Regions from separate parts of the Anas platyrhynchos genome. Here region 1 is linked to region 2. Evidence: chromatin contacts called from public Hi-C data. All regions are on one chromosome and are shown on one strand. Each heading gives the region's core, a stretch centred on a gene start, on an enhancer-like site or on the middle of the called end of the contact. The rest is flanking DNA. Distances are from core to core; before and after follow the strand shown. Region 1 overlaps EIF2B3 (eukaryotic translation initiation factor 2B subunit gamma). Region 2 holds the start of PTCH2 (patched 2).

The links. A called contact is a pair of places that touch in the nucleus more often than the background predicts.
Region 1: a contact with region 2 is called in a Hi-C map of liver, with 2.4 times the contacts expected there. The contact joins the enhancer-like site here to the promoter of PTCH2 in region 2. A contact is called at or near these places in 2 of 8 Hi-C or Micro-C datasets (liver and skeletal muscle).

What each region holds. Positions count from the first base shown.
Region 1 is chr8:29,563,928-29,566,627 of IASCAAS_PekinDuck_T2T, forward strand. The region is part of intron 5 of EIF2B3 (eukaryotic translation initiation factor 2B subunit gamma); the gene reads right to left. Among named protein-coding and RNA genes, the nearest start is that of EIF2B3, 39 kb to the right of the region's middle. Within about 2 kb of position 1,379, at least 2 of the 8 cell types and tissues checked have an H3K27ac peak or open chromatin away from gene starts, as enhancers often do.
Region 2 is chr8:29,498,011-29,500,710 of IASCAAS_PekinDuck_T2T, forward strand. It overlaps PTCH2 (patched 2), which reads right to left and starts at 1,435. Exons shown (of 24, transcript XM_038183163.2): 1 at 1,284-1,435; 2 at 511-703. The coding sequence starts at 1,373.

The DNA.
Region 1 (2,700 bases), core at 129-2,628, 66 kb after region 2:
CCACGATTTCTTTATGTCACTGCCCTAGACTCGAAGGCAAACAAACCCGTGCTCAGCACCGCAACCCGCGGATCGCAGCCTTGCTCACGGAGCCTCAGCACTCGGTGCCCCTCAGGTGAGGTGGATTTTACTCGTGGCTAGAATTTAAGAGGTACGATCTGCAAAACTTGGGGATTTGAGGTAATTACATACCTTTGGAATAATAAAACAAGGAAATTCCCCTACCCCCTTCAAAGTTCAAGTAAAATCAGAAGCAGAAAAATCAATGGAAAGAGCATGACATGCTGTCCCACGTACCTCTGGATATCCCCTCATGAGAAGCCTCACAGGAACCTTGTGAAACCCATCTACACCACTAGTTCCTTAAAATGAAAAATACCCTTTAAAAAAAATCTGTTACTGTGCATAGGCCATATTTTATCACTCCCTTTCCTTTGCCAGGATCTTCACCGGACAAAGGGGCTCCAATGGCAGAAGGTGCATGTCTGTGGGTCTTTCCTGGGAAGATACTTGCATAAAAACAGCCATGTTTCATGGAAGTTTCATGGGATGGAGAACAACCCAACAAGAGTCAGATGGCAGGTCAGGAGGGTGAGAAGGAAGAACAGCGGGAGAGAAGTGAGCAGTACTTGCTCTGTGCTGGACAAAGCAGTGCCTGGCTCCCCCCAGCACTTACCGTCTAGAAGGGAAGAAGACTTGAGCTTTGAATCCACAGAAGGGAAAAATTCAAGTGCTACAATTTAAATTACTGAAAACTACCAAAATCCAGCCTATATAGGAGGCCCTCTGCAGTAAATCTGGCAACGCTCATTTCTTTCATCTACAGCAAGTGAGTTATACTTAGCTCCTGCTCTTTGAGGGTCTGAAGTTTCCCCGGCTGGTGCTTTGACCTGGGCTTCCTTTTCATCTCCTCCTGCAACCTACCACTGCTGCCTCACTTTTGCTTCGTGACAAGCTTTTGCAGCCATACCACACACATCTCAACTCCACCAAAATGTGAGCATTTTAGCATTTGATAGCACAGTAAGCATTTTCATACTGATAAGATCTCAATTAAAAATGTCATATAATTTATTAGTTAACCAAAATAGCTTCACCTCAGGCAGAAATTAAAGGATAATGGCATGAAAGTTGGCTCTGACGCCAGTGCAGGGGGAACGTGGCTGTGACGACCAGGACACGGGCTGTTCCACACACATCACAACACTGAATAGGTACATGTAAGAAAAACACATTTTAGGAAAAACTAGACGAGGTGTCTGCAGTCAGACTTGATGAATCCTGCTTCCCTGAATTAAGGCAGAGGGGTTTCCTGACTTGGCTAAGCTCAAGTCATGACTCAGCCCACGTGTTCAGATGCATCCTCAGACACATGGCAGCCTGGAGGCAGGGCAACATCAACCTCGAGCCAGGAGCTTTCGGGACACAGAAAGCCATCAGGGCTCAGGATGACATCAGCATTCGAACACTGCCCAGTTCTGCACTGAAGAAACACACCAAGCAACAGAAACACCACACATGCCATACAGATACTTGCATACTTGTCCAGTTCAAAAGAAACTATACTATTTGTTAGCAGATATTTTGAAAGTATCAGATAAGACTGTCACTAAAATAAAGCCTTAAAATTAGAGAGTGCATCATTCTTGTTGCACAGTGACAAGAGAATTCAAAACCAAAGGAAAGGTGAAGTCAGGCTGAAGCCAACTGCAGACATCTCTTCATTTTTCAAACAAAAATAGCTCTGAGTAATTCTTTTAATAGGTAACTGGTGTTTTACAAAACACCATCAGAAATACCAGGGGATGATTAACATAAATATCAAGGGGGGGGGTGGAAGGACACAGGAACATTTGTTACCACAAGAAGAATTTAACATCCACCCAAAGTCCAAATTTGCATTTTTTTAAGCAAGTAATTACAGCAGTTACAACCACACTGCATTAGCTTCTGGTTAGACCAGATTACTCATGATTTCAAATTTCCAGATTTGTTAATAGCCATAGCAGGAGCCGCCGCATGACACTACTCTGAGCTGACACCTCAAATGCTTTCAGGATGACACTGAGCTTGGAGTACTACAGCTTGGAGCCCAGCTGGACATAAACATGCACTGCACTGAGGACAGAGTTGGATTTCCAAATTTTTGCCTCATCTTTCACCCGCTACTAGGACCTGGATAACAACAGCTTGAGGTTAAGTGAAAGGAATTTTGCTCCTTTTACGCAATGGTAACGTGACGATTAGAACACTGCAGTGGGCAAGAATAAATTCTGGCAAATTCAACGTAGTGAGATGATATTTTGAGGATAACTTCCTGCCTTGGATAATTATTGCTGAATTTAAAGCTTCATGCACTGTTCTGCACAGCTCAGCGTGTGCTACCTCAGTACAGCAGGTGGGAACTGCCTTTAATTATGAGACAGTCACTGCTCTTTTAAAACAAGTCTTGAAGGAAAAGCTGTCTTGACAGCTATTAAGACACTGCTCAGTGTATTTGCACAATACTGATATTATATATATATATATTTTTTTTTTTTTTTCAGCTGTAATTACAAAGTCCAGCTCTTTGCTAAAATTAGCAATCGTTTTATGGCTGTGATGCAGAGACATTGGCACGCCCTCTCGTCAGGAGACAGCTTGGCTTCAGTAATTAAGTAGGAGAAATATCATTATTCTAGACTTAAGTAGTCCCTAATG
Region 2 (2,700 bases), core at 185-2,684:
CACCCCGGCCGGTGGGCGAGCGGCCAGGCAGGGTGCCGGAGGGAACGGGGATGGGGGGGGGGGCGAGAAAAATCTGTGCTCGCGCTTATTAATAACAAAGGGCCGGGTTTTAGGCAGGGTTTCCCCTCGGAAATGGGGATTTGCTCCCGGCCTGACCCTAACCCCGCTCCCCGCTCCCCTCCTGGATGCGCTCCGGGAGCCGCGGTCGGGATCGGCCCCGGGGGATGCTCCCCGGCGGGCACCGGGCGCAGAGCTGGGAGAAGGGGATGTGTGGATGGGGATAACGGGGGGGAAAAACACGCGTGGGGGGGAAAACACGCGTGGGGGGACCCCCGTGGGCAGCCCCGGTGCGCACAGCACCGCCGGTGGCACCCCACGTGCGGGGACCCCATGGGGCAGCCGGGGAGCATCACCCCGTGGGTGTCCCGCGTGGCCGTGGGGACAAACCCAGGAGGGATTGGGGACAGCAGGAGCCACGGGGACATTGGCGAGCCTTGGGGTCACGCTTACCTTCCACCCAGAGGTGCTCGATGTCGGTCTCGACGGAGGCCACCCGCAGCCCTACAGCCAGCGCCCCGAAGAGCAGCAGCCCCACGAAGAGCACCTTCCCGCAGTGCCGCTGGATCCGGCAGCCCAGGGCGAAGAGCAGCGCCTGCAAGCGGGCCCGCAGCCACAGCGGGGCCCTCCGGCCCCCCACCCTGCCCTGCGGAGGGGAGCGGGGGGGGGGCACCGTGAGGATTTGGGGAGGGGGCCCAGGAGGGCTCAGCATCCCCAAAAAGCAAAGGGGGGGGGAGGGGGTTAGAGGGCAGGGGGTGAGGATGCTCGGTGAGGGTAATCACACCCCCAAAGGGGAAAAATAATGGGAAAATTGAAAAATTGTGGTGTGATCAGGAGTGATTTGGGATTGTTAAGATGTAGAAGGTTATAAAAATGTAAAGAGTTGTAGAAATATCGAAAATTATAGGGAACGTAAGGAGTCATAAAAATATATGAAAAAATAAAAATATGAAGGATTATAAAAAGATAAAATGTTATAAAAATATAAAAACTATGAAAGCATGAAGGATGGTAAAAAACACGAAGAATTACAAAATTACAAAGAATTAGCCAAATTATAAAAAAATATTAAAGAATTGTATAAAATCCGCACAACGCTTCCAAATGCCTCAAAACGCTTCAAAACGCCTCAAAACGCCTGAAACCCATTTGGGACGGCGGGGATGCTGTCGGCGCGGCTGGGTGCCGCCGGGGTTAGGGGGGGGGGGGCAGCTCCAGCGCCTTACCTCGGGGGCCGGCTTGCGGCGGGCGGCTCGGAGCGGTGCCGGTGGCGGTGGCGGTGCCGGGGCGGGGGGCGGCTGCGGCGGCGGCTGCATGGCGGGGGGCTCGCGGCCGGGCGGGCGGGCGGGGGGCGACCCCCGGCGCCTTAAGTGGGGCCGAGCGCGGCCCCCATGGAGCTCGGCGGCGGCCGCTGAGCGGGGCCGGGGCGCGGGGCTCTGCGCCGCCCGCCGCCCGCCGCGCCTCTAAAGGGGGAGGCGGGGGCGGGGGGCGCCGGGGCCGCGCCGCCGCCGCCGCTCCCATTGGCCGCCGCCGCCGCGGCAGCGCCCAGCGCCCCCGCTGCCAGGCAACGCTGCGCCCGCCGCCGCCGGCCACACACGGCGGGGCCCCCCCCCCGGCACACACACACACACACACACACACACACACACGGGCCCTGCCCCCCCCCCGCACACACACACACATATACACAGCCCCGGGGGGGGGTGGAGCATCCCTGCCCTTCTTTTTTGGTTTTTGTTTTTTTGCTTTTTTTTTTTTTTTTTTTTTTTATGGGGGGGGGTGCATCCCTTTTTTCTTTTTCTTTTTTTTTTTTTTCCATTTTATTTTGGAAGGGGAGCAGCCCTGCCCTTCCTTTTTTAGCGGGGGGAGCATCCCTGCCCTTTATTTTTTTTGGGGGGGAGCATCCCTTCCTTTAATTTTTTTTGGGGGGAGCATCCCTTCCCTCTATTTTTTGGGGGGGAACATCCCTCCCCTTTAATTTTCAGACGGGGAGCATCCCCTTTTTATTTTTTTTACAGGGGGAGCATCCCTTCCCCTTTTTACTTTGGAAGGGGAGCATCCCTTCCCTTTTATTTTTTTGGGGGGAAGCATCCCTATTTTCATTTTTTTAGAGGGGGAGCATCCCTTCCCTTTAATTTTTTTGGGGAGCATCCCTTCCCTTCCCTTTTGGCAGGGGGAGCACCTCCTCCCTTTCGATTATGCAGGGGGAGCGCCCCTCCCCTCCCCTTCTTTTTCTGGGGGGCTGGGAGCATCCCTTTTTTATTTTTTTTAGAGGGGGAGCACTCCCTCCCCTGTTTATTTCAGAGGGGGAGCATCCCTTCCCTTCATTTCCCAAAGGGGGAGCACCCCTTCCCTTTAATTTTCGGAGGGGCAGCACCCCTTCCCTTCGTTTTTTGGAGGGGGAGCCCCCCTTCCCCTTTATTTTCAGAGTGGGACCATCCCTTCCCTATATTATTTTGGAACACAGCATCCCTTCCCCATACATGCCCCCCACTCCAAGGGTGAGGACTTACCCCACAGGTCCCTCCCCACAAATAATGGGCAGCCCCCAAATGCTACCCCAAATGTACCCCCCCGTTTCTCCCTTCCCCCACCCCATAAGGCCAACCATCTTCCCATAACCAGTCCCCATAACCAGGTGCC